Regions from separate parts of the Sus scrofa genome. Here regions 1 and 3 are each linked to region 2. Evidence: chromatin contacts called from public HiChIP or PLAC-seq data. All regions are on one chromosome and are shown on one strand. Each heading gives the region's core, a stretch centred on a gene start, on an enhancer-like site or on the middle of the called end of the contact. The rest is flanking DNA. Distances are from core to core; before and after follow the strand shown.

What was found. HiChIP or PLAC-seq counts read pairs in DNA pulled down with a chosen protein or histone mark.
Region 1: an H3K27ac HiChIP or PLAC-seq map of skeletal muscle shows a contact between it and region 2. The contact joins two enhancer-like sites. A contact is called at or near these places in 19 of 47 Hi-C or Micro-C datasets (brain, embryonic fibroblasts, epiblast stem cells and 10 more) and 2 of 2 datasets of contacts at active chromatin or transcription factors (alveolar macrophages and skeletal muscle).
Region 3: an H3K27ac HiChIP or PLAC-seq map of skeletal muscle shows a contact between it and region 2. The contact joins two enhancer-like sites. A contact is called at or near these places in 6 of 47 Hi-C or Micro-C datasets (embryonic fibroblasts, fibroblasts, mesenteric adipose tissue and 3 more) and 1 of 2 datasets of contacts at active chromatin or transcription factors (skeletal muscle).

The regions. Positions count from the first base shown.
Region 1 is chr1:114,677,564-114,681,027 of Sscrofa11.1, forward strand. No RefSeq gene overlaps it. Among named protein-coding and RNA genes, the nearest start is that of CGNL1, 51 kb to the left of the region's middle. Within about 2 kb of position 1,843, at least 13 of the 83 cell types and tissues checked have an H3K27ac peak or open chromatin away from gene starts, as enhancers often do. A contact at or near this core is called in skeletal muscle, where this site is marked.
Region 2 is chr1:114,810,836-114,814,107 of Sscrofa11.1, forward strand. The region is part of intron 5 of TCF12 (transcription factor 12); the gene reads right to left. Among named protein-coding and RNA genes, the nearest start is that of CGNL1, 180 kb to the left of the region's middle. Within about 2 kb of position 1,911, at least 13 of the 83 cell types and tissues checked have an H3K27ac peak or open chromatin away from gene starts, as enhancers often do. A contact at or near this core is called in skeletal muscle, where this site is marked.
Region 3 is chr1:114,659,096-114,662,689 of Sscrofa11.1, forward strand. No RefSeq gene overlaps it. Among named protein-coding and RNA genes, the nearest start is that of CGNL1, 33 kb to the left of the region's middle. Within about 2 kb of position 1,901, at least 10 of the 83 cell types and tissues checked have an H3K27ac peak or open chromatin away from gene starts, as enhancers often do. A contact at or near this core is called in skeletal muscle, where this site is marked.

The sequences.
Region 1 (3,464 bases), core at 593-3,092, 130 kb before region 2:
GCCTTGCTCAGTGGGTTAAGGATCCAACATTGCTGTGAGCTGTGGTGTAGGTTGCAGACTTAGCTCGGATCCCAAGTTGCTGTGGCTGTGGTGTAGGCCAGTGGCTACAGCTCCGATTCGACCCCTAGCGTGGGAACCTCCATATGCCGCAGGAGCGGCCCAAGAAATGGCAAAAAGACAAAAAACAAACAAACAAACATAAAAACCCCCACTCTCATCCTGGAGCACCCTGCCACCGCCCAAGCTCGCTGGCCCTGCCACCCTTTCCTTAGGGAAGTTGGCTCACATTGCTTCCTCCTCCACAGCTGTCAATGTTCTCTCTGCTATGGCCTCCCTCCCTTCTGGTCCCATGACCCTTGGCCACCTGATGTCATCCCGGGCACCACCCAGGCTAGGCTCCATTGTCTCCCTGTCCTGCTGTCTCTCTCTAAGGTTCCCAGAGGGACTTTGCAGCCTGAGGCTGCTTCTTGGAGCTCCCTCCTGTCTCCTCTCAGACCTCACTGCTCTGGCTCAGCAGAAAACACCCTCCATCCCCCTGCAGATGTGGGGTCAGGGAAGGTTTCAGAAAGGACACTAGAATGGAATCTTTTTACTTTCCTTCCTGCCTTTCTCTCCTCCCTCTTTCAACTTAGTGTCATGAAAAACGTCAAACATCTCAAAATAAAGCACATAGCGAACTCCCATGTATCTGTCACCCAGGTTTGACAATGATCAATTCAGCCAATCCTGTTCCATCTAAACCCTTTCATCCCACCCCCACCACCCGACACTGAAGCTACTACCAGACATCCCATCATTACCTCTGCAAACAAGGCAGTATCTCTAACAGACAAGGACTTTAGAAAAACAATCACATCCAAAAAACATAAACAATTCTTTTCTTTTCTTTTTTTGTCTTTTTGTCTTTTAGGGCAGCACTGGCAGCATATGGAGGTTCCCAGGCTAGGAGTCTAACTGGAGCGCTTGCTGCCGGCCTATGGCGGCACAGCTCTCAGCAGCTTGGGATCCTTAACCCACTGAGAGATATTGAACCCGCAGCCTCATAGATGCTAGTCAGGTTCGTTAACCCCTGAGCCACGACAGGAACTCCTTTTTTTTTTTTTTTTTTTTAGCGATTATTTTCTTAACGGCCATTTTTTGATTTGTTGCACCCATGGTTTGCTTCTGTCAGGTGGGTTAGAAAGTGCCCCCTGGGTGCCATGTACCTCTGAACACATCAGTTAATTCTCATAACTGTTATGTGAACTAATATGATTATAAATTATCCCCATTTTATAGAAGAGGAAACTGAAGTTCAGAAGGGTTAAATTTTGTTTTGTTTTGTTTTGTTTGTCTTTTTAGGGCCGCACCCGCAGCATATGGAGGTTCCCAGGCTGATGGAGAGGGTCGAATTGGAGCTGAAGCGCCGGCCTACACCACAGCCACAGCAACGTGGGATCCAAGCTGCTTCTTTGACCTACACCAGAGCTCACAGCAAGGCCTGATCTTTAACCCACTGAGCGAGGCCAGGGATCATACCGGAGTCTTCATGGTTAACAGTCGGGTTTGTTAGCCTCAAGAGGAACTCTCTGGAGGGGTTAAGTTTGGATTGGCCAAATCTCACAGCTGTTAAGTCATAGGTTCCTCCTTCGTCCAGCTGTCCCCCCACCACCCGCCAGTCCTCACTGGAAAGCTCTAGAAATGCTTTGTAATAGAGTAAGATGACACCTGCTTCCCGGCTGCAGGAAACCGGATCATTTCACTACTTCTACTCAGGTCTCAGGGTGATTAGCCTCTCCTCATCCAACCTTTCTCGAAGTCTAGGGGAGCTGAATTCTCCCCTGCTGGCAGCCTCAGCCCCCAGGGGGCAGTGCAAGCCTAGAGCAGGCACTTCAAAGCATCCTGCTTAATTGCACCTTCCAGTGTGTTGCTAGGGAGGATGCAAAGCAAAGAAACTAAAAGCATATCCTTGCATTAAGGCACCCCCTCCTCAGCACTCTTTGTGCTCAGGGGCTGGCCAGGAGTAGGCAGGAGGCACTCAGGTGCTGGGACGTGTTTACCTGCTTCTTCCTCGCCTTCCTGCACCCCCCGCCCCCGGACAGAATAGTTGCTTTGTGTTTTCTTTCCTTTCTTCCTGCCCCTAATTAGGGATTATGCTTGGGAATCAAGCTAATTAATCTCTGCCAGTTGGGGTGAGATCAAGCTCCTCGCACTATCAGTGTTGATCAATACCTCCCTGATGACAGAGTCTGGAAAACAACCCTGCTCTTTTCAGCGCAGGCTTTAATGAGGGGGAGGTGAGATGGCCTGGGGGCGGTCTGACGTGCATGGGTGTGGTGGCTCAGCCTGAAATGATGGAGGTGTCAGGAGGGGCCCCTGGGACTGGAGCCTGAGTGTGCGGTGGTCCCACAGGCAGGACATCCTAATGCCATGGCCCTGCAAGGCAGGGGCTGGAGTTCATTGCTGGGCCGCTTTGAAACTTACCCAAGTTCACTGAACTGAGTGTGGTTGCTGGGAGTAACCAGACGACAGAGAAAATGCACCATGGTTGATGGTTGGGTGTATTTCAGGACAAGAGCCTGTCCCCAGCACTGGTCCAACCAGGACCAGCTGTCCAGGAGAAAAGACTCAGGCTTGTAGGAAAGGTCCCAAAAAAGGCCAGAGAAATAGGAGAAAGCAACAATTATCAAAGGGCTGCAAGGGATAGAAAAGGAAGACCTCACCCTGGGAGCAGGGGAAAAGTAGTTTCTTTGGAGCGTCTAAAAAACCCCATGCTGTCTCTGGGGGTCCTCACAGCCTAGGCAGATGAGAGCTTCAGAGATACACCAGTGGTCCTGTCCTCCAGAGGGGAAGACATGGTTGAGTATCTTCCCAAAACTATCAAGAAACCACAGAAGGAAAAAGTATTAAATGAAAGAAACTGAACTTGAAGGAACTCAGGATGTTACACCTTCAGGTCTTTAAGACCTTTCCATCAGGTCTATACATATATGTGTGTATATATATACACACACCCATCTGTGTATATATATGTATATATATAAAATATATCAAATATATTAAACGAGCTCAAATCCCACATCAAATAGCAATTTTATTTTGCCATAAACATTTGAGGAGTTCCCTTGTGGCTTAGCGGAAACAAATCCAACTAGTAACCACGAGGATACTGGTGCAATTCCTAGCCTCGCTCAGTGGGTTGTGGATCAGCATTGCCGTGAGCTGTGGTATAGAGGTCACAGATATGGCTTGGATCTCGCGTGGTTGTGGCTATGGCATAGGCCGGCAGCTATAGCTGATAAAACCCTTAGACTAGGAACTTCCATATGCTGAGGGTACGTACAGTCCTAAAAAAAAAAAAAAAAAAAAAAAAGGTTTTGAAATGACTTTTTTTTTTTTTTTTTTTTTTTTTTTTTTTTGCTTTTTAGGGCGACACACACGGCATATGGAAGATGCCAGTCTCGGAGTTGAATCAGAGCTGTAGC
Region 2 (3,272 bases), core at 661-3,160:
GTGGGGAATGTAACTGACTCTCTGAGGTCAATTTCTTTGAGGAATTGCTCCAGCTGCCCTGCTCTGAAACCCATGACTGCTTTTGCACTGAAGCTCCCTTGCTTCTGACACACCTGACAGGGTATGCTGGGGAACCCAGAGCACACCCCTTCATGGGAGACATGGCATTACTCTGTTGACCAACTTTGGCTCATGAACTCCCCAGATGCTTTGCTGAACCTCCCTTGGAGTACACAGCAGTGTAGGACTCTTCCACTTTCTCTTATTCACTCTCAAAGTCTTAAGGTTGCTAGGGGAAACTGCTGACTATTACATGTGTGCAAGGCACTGGGAAAGGTAGTTTACTTACACGCTGGTAGTACTGCTAGTTACATTTTTCATCCTACTAGACAGTCTGTTAATACCAAGGAGTGACTGAAGGAAGCTGTGAGACAGGACAGTAAATTTTGAAGATCTCCTGTAAAGATCTTAATTTGCTGGCTGGAGAACCTGCCCTATAATACTCTCTTAATTATATGTGCTGTTTTCCTACCAATGAAAAATAATGTTTTTATGAGGAAATGAACAGAGAAAAAGACATTAATGAAGATGTAGCTGGCTCAGCATTTATTTCTGCAGTAGTCCACTAAATACCTGAAAATTTCCAGCAAAGTTTAGTATTTTCAATGAATAGAAACTACTCAAGAAGTAATTGCTGACTTCATGAGTAAAAGCACAAATGAGAACAAATCGTTTCCCCATTTTTCTGAAAGTCAATACTATTTCAATGTTCATTTAAGCATACTGACTAACATTCAAATTCAAATTCACCATCTATTAAATAAAAAAATTCCATCACTGTATTTTAAAATGGGCAGCATTAGGAGTTTCCTTGTGGCAGAGTGGGTTAAGGATCTGGTGGTGTCACTGCAGTGGCTCAGGTAGCTGCTGTGGCACAGGCTCAATCCCTGGCCTGGAAACTTCCACATACTGTGGGCGTGGCCAAAGAAGGGGCAGCATTATACATTTTCTAAAAAAATAAAGGCTTAACCTAGAGAAAGAATTCCTGGATGTTTCAAAAATTACCTAGATCAACGTAACTATATTCCAAAATGAAGTATTTCAATATATAAATCATGACAACTTTTCCATATTTAATTTTCAGGTAAACCATATGAAATCCTTATATAGGCAAATATTTGGGCACAAATCTATATTTGATCAGAGTTATATGAGCAGAATATCCTCCACTCCTTTGGGTATCTTTGAAAACTCATGAATTACCTAATTTCTTTACTTATGGAGAAGCTTTTCCTCCCCTTTTGTGGTTGAATATTAACAAATGTTACATACATTTTGAATGTAACTACTTGGAGAAACAAAATACTATACTACAAAGTGGGGAAATTTGTAATACACTGGGTATATCTAAGCCGAAACTTAGGAATTCTCATTACTGGCTTCATGTCTTGGCTCTTGCCACTCTCACTGAATGAGCTGGGCACATTACAAGTCACATAACATCAATGTTCCCACTCACTCTTTTAGAAAAACCACCTCAATAACATGTACCTCACAGAGACTTGCACAGTTTAATTAATGCTTATAAAGTAGTTGGAAATTCTTGTCTGAAAGAACCTAGGACCATGCTATCAGAATTAGAGACTTTATTTTGGTAGCAACCTGTTCAAACTTACAGATTTTTTTTTTTTAAAAGGGCAGGAAAGAGAGAGGGTTTTTAACATAAATGCTTGCCTATTTTCTCCATAACAATTTGTTTAAGTATTATTGGCTAACATTTGTGCCAAGCACGCTGCTGGCTACATTGAAGACGTTTAAAAATCTAGTGCCAACAAGCACAGCTGCTGGACTCTCTATGCCCTCCTCTTGTTCACTCTGTGCCAAATTACTCAAACAGCTATGAATGATGAGGCAGTGGCCTAGGAAAATGCCAAGTGTGAGTAAGATTAGTGATAAACCAGAGGATCCCTACAAAAGTCAGTGATTAGCAAGTTCCCAGTTGTAATCACTTTTCTAACCCAGCCTTTATCTCATCACTTACTCCATCTTAACTCTGCACCAACTTCCTGTGACCAGCTCAGAAGTGTAAGCATCTTCCCAATCAATAATTCCTGCAGAATTGCTAAGGCGCCAATAAAGGATCTCATTATATTTGATAAGAGCATACAGTCAGAACTGGGCAATCTGAATAGGCTTTAGAAATGACTTCTTGAGACTAGAACCCGAGATGAAATCGTCCAGGATGCAGCAACCCTTCCCCATGTTATCCATTCCTTCTCCCAAAATCAAATTCACAAGTTAAATATAAACACACAGACAAAGATGAGAAGATTTATACAAAAACAGTGCCTTTCAGCCATCACAATGCACAGAGAGAATACTAAAAAGAGGATTCAATATGAGAGTCGAATAAGTAGATAGGTAGAAATTTGGGATGAATAAACAGAAGAGGTTAAGAAAATTCATTTAATCAATTTTCATCATTTATCAAAAAATGATGCCACATATAGAATGCATACCAAGATATTCATCATACGTAGCTCAAAACCTAAATACCAATTCTCTGAGACATTTTATTTAATAATTGCTTTTTGAAATTGTATCTGAAAACATTCACATCTACATTGCACTGCTGCTGTTCCTTAGATTCGGAATTTAATGTGTTTTCCCATTTAATATCTCCATGTCTCCCCAATCTTACATTGGTAAAACTTAGAAACAAAGACATTTCATTTTTACAGCAGTTCAACAGATTACAGAACTAGGAATTATCTCTTCATCTTTGGCTGCATTTCAGGAGAAAACATGGTGCATATGTATTCTCTAAAAATAATCAAGCAGGAGTTGCCGTCGTGGCGCAGTGGTTAACGAATCTGACTAGGAACCATGAAGTTGCGGGTTCGGTCCCTGCCCTTGCTCAGTGGGTTAACGATCCGGTGTTGCCGTGAGCTGTGGTGTAGGTTGCAGATGCGGCTCGGATCCTGTGTTGCTGTGGCTCTGGTGTAGGCCGGTGGCTACAGTTCTGATTGGACCCCTACCCTGGGAACCTCCATATGCCGGGGGAGCGGCCCAAGAAATAGCAAAAAGACAAAAATAAATAAATAAAAATAATCAAGCAACCTTTGTATCTTAATGTTTATTCCATGCTTAAACAAAAAAGGATTTAAAATAATTCCATTGTTCTTTATAACTTTTTAGCCAATTTTACTAAGCCAATCCTTTAACATCTCAATCCTGTCTACTCCCCTTACCCTAAAAATAAATAAATAAAA
Region 3 (3,594 bases), core at 651-3,150, 150 kb before region 2:
CAGCTACTTCCCTGACCCCAAGACAGACCCTTACCGCCCAGCCAGGGGGACTACCTGGGGGGCCGGATCTGCCCATCCCTGGGGTCTCAAGGGAGGGGAGGGGGAGTTCCCGTCGTGGCGCAGTGGTTAACGAATCCGACTAGGAACCATGAGGTTGCGGGTTTGGGCCCTGCCCTTGCTCAGTGGGTTAACGATCCGGCGTTGCCGTGAGCTGTGGTGTAGGTTGCAGACGCGGCTCGGATCCCGCGTTGCTGTGGCTCTGGCGTAGGCCGGCGGCTACAGCTCCGATTAGACCCCTAGCCTGGGAACCTCCATATGCCGCGGGAGCGGCCCAAGAAATAGCAACAACAACAACAAAAGACAAAAGACAAAAAAGACAAAAAAAAAAACAAAAAAAACAAAAAATCAAGGGAGGGGAGGGAGGGGCGTAGGAGGGAGAGGAAGCATGAACAGCCCCAGGAGAGGGATTAAAGTCAGCAGCACCCTCTCACTGTTTCCTTCCAAGCGCTCAAGCTCCAGCCCCTACTGCTTCTGCACTGGTGGCCACGCCCCCGCGCTTCGGGCACGTCCGGTCCGTGGCAGGTCAGGTGGAGTCGTTGTCTCTCCCGTGGCTCTTCTAACTGCAAATCCTGTGTACTTGGGCTCAGGTGTTCCTCCTGGCATGCGCAGTTCACGCCTCATCCTCCTAAAGAAAAACTAGACACCTTCGCTCACTCTTGCCTCTCTTTCACGGTTCCCTGCCCTTCCTCCTCCCCTTATGTGACTCCCTTCCCCAGGGGCTTCTCATCCCGGGTTTCTCCCGCAGGCCCCACTTTGTTGCCAGGCCCCACTGGGAAGATAAGAACTTCCACATTGATCCTAAGCTTTTAAAAGAGATGCTACAGAGAGTTCCCACGGTGGGGAAGCTGTAACAAACCCCACTGGTATCCATGAGGACGTGGATTCCATCCCTGGCCTTGCTCAGTGGGTTAAAATCTAGCTTTGCTGTAGGTGGCAGAGGCACCCCCACATCACACACACCCCCTTTCAGGAACCACACCAGTGCCTGGTTGGCATGGAGCTATAAAATTCTGACCCTCTCTGACCCTTTGCTGCTCTGAGGGGTCACCCAACCTCAGAATACCCAAGAAGGTCTGCTGAGATGCTCCCCAGCTACACTCCTCCCTCCACCCATGCCTCCTAGAGAAAGGAAAATTCTATGACTTTTATGTCTTGAAAGTAAGGAGGAATATTTTTTTAAAATATATGTTGGTGTAATATAAAAGAAGACAGATGTCTGAAGTTCTCACTGAAAAATTCACTCTGTTACAATACAGAGATATGTTGATTAGATTTGAATTCCAGAATTGGATTTAAGTGTTTTCAGATAAAATAGTCTAAGCCTACTTATTTGTTGGATAAGGAAGTCATAGAAAATCCTTGGATTTTTAACAGTATTACTGAGGAACTTCAGTGACAAGAATTCCTGGCATATCCTGTGACTGAAAAGGTAGCTTAGGTCTCACAGATGACCTGTTCTGCTAAAAAAATAAAATGTGTGCACGTAAAAAAAAAAAAAAAAAAAAAAAGCAAAAAACCCTCTTCCCTTTCCTTCCAGGATGTACAATCCAAGAACTCCCCTAACACCCCTCCCCCCACCCCAACCCCTGCATGGACCTCCTCTCTGGCTGGGTTGGCTTCCTGGGAACCCACTGCAGCAGAATCCCACAGGGGAAAGTGTTACCTACCCATGCAAAGCAGCAGGACAACAGTCTGGACCAGCTGGAGACCAGAGGCTAGAACACACTCTTTGTGGCCACGTAGGGCAGACTGTGTGGGCCTGGGTGTCTCCCATGTCTCTGTTTTTATCATCTGAGGAGCAGGCCTGTCGTGGCATTTTGGTTTCACAGTTGTTTTGGGACCCCTGCCAGTCAGGGCCTCTGACTGGGAGAACTTTGGCAAGACATTCACCCAACCACCCTGATCCCCCAGGTTACTCATTTCCAAGGCTTTTAAAAATAGAAGTGTGAAAACCATTTAATTGCCAAAAAGCCATGGGGTTCTGTGCTTCTGGGGCCCGGTCATGTTAGAAGGCGGCCTTGGGATATATGAGAAACACAAGTCCCTGTTTCCCCTTGCCTGTGACTCAGACGCACAGGCACACTCGGGGCCATTGTTGGGTGCCGGGTTCGAGTCACAGTTGGGCGGTGGTCATGCATAGCCATTTCTGTGCTGTAATTATGCAGGGTTGAGGGGGCTCCTGGAGCAGCCTCCTGCAACTCTAGCTTCTCCTTCAAGCCCTGAGCCATGAGCAGAGGGGATTCTCGCCCAGTAACTGATGGAGAGTCTGGGAGCCCAGACAAGTCATGAAGCCACAGCCTTGACATTTTCTGCCACTTATCTTCAAAAAGAAAACAGCAGAAACGCCTGTTGCCACGGGTCCAAGTAGGTTTCTTTAAAAAGCATTTTGAGAGCCTGGACTAAAGCAGGATAACATATCAAGAATTTACTTAAATGCAGCAATTTGGAATGGGTGATATTTTGCAGAATCGAGGCTGACGTCTACTTTGGTGGAAATGATGAGGGTGGAGTGGGCTGAGCAGATGATGGTATAAACAAGATGTCACTGCAGCCGAGAACGAGCAGGGTTTTCCAGAACTGAAAAATCTTCCATTTCCATGCACTAACTGATAAGCTAACAATAAACCATTTTCCTGTCTTCATTAAAGATCCCAAAGGAGTTTTCCTGCCTGAGATTTATCTCGCCTAACCTTCTACATGCACTTGGAGCAATAAAACTGCTTAGTTTGATAGATGTAATTCAGATTTCATTTTACTAATTGGCTGAGGCTTTCCCCACTTTAAGTGTGATAGGAAGTAGTTGGTGAAACACTACACCAGTTATTTAAAGTATTAATACATTGGTGATTTTGAAAATAACGTAAAATTATGTGTGATGATAATTTAGAAAGGGAGTGGGGTCAGTTTTGTGGATGAAATGTAATCCCAACACTAGGCTTTGTGCCCACCACGGCCACGTACTTAGAGGGTCAGTCACACTGTGCGATGTTGCCCAACTCCACACACGGATTTTGTGTCCTGCTCCCTGTCAAGGTTAAAGTATTTTGTCTGCCAGGAAGATGGTAGAGACCAAACATTCTGTCTGCTTCCCCAGCACCATCCGTCTGGGGGTTTGGATTTGATGCTTATGAAGTGTGTGTGTGTAGGGGGTGGTACTGGGAACTACTGGCATTTTTGTTCCTTTTTGCAGCAAAAAGATATTTTCTGGACCTGAGATTTGGAAATAGCCTCTTGCTTCCTCTCTTCACGGTTCCTCCTGGAAGCATCCAGGCTGAGCTGACATTTTCACACCTTAAAAATGCCTTCCCCATGGCTGTACATCTCTAAATAGGGAAGGGTACTCAGGTTTCTCGTCCTTGGCATTGAAAAATGCTTTAAAAACAAAAATCAGAAGGCCTCTGATTTGCAGAAATCTTAAGAAGTTTTCTTAATGATTTCTGGAAAAATAGCCTCTTCTACTGCTAGAGAGTAGTATCAGGCATGTGACCAGAGCCCTGTGCCCAGAAGGGCCCCACACTTGGTTTAATAGTCAGC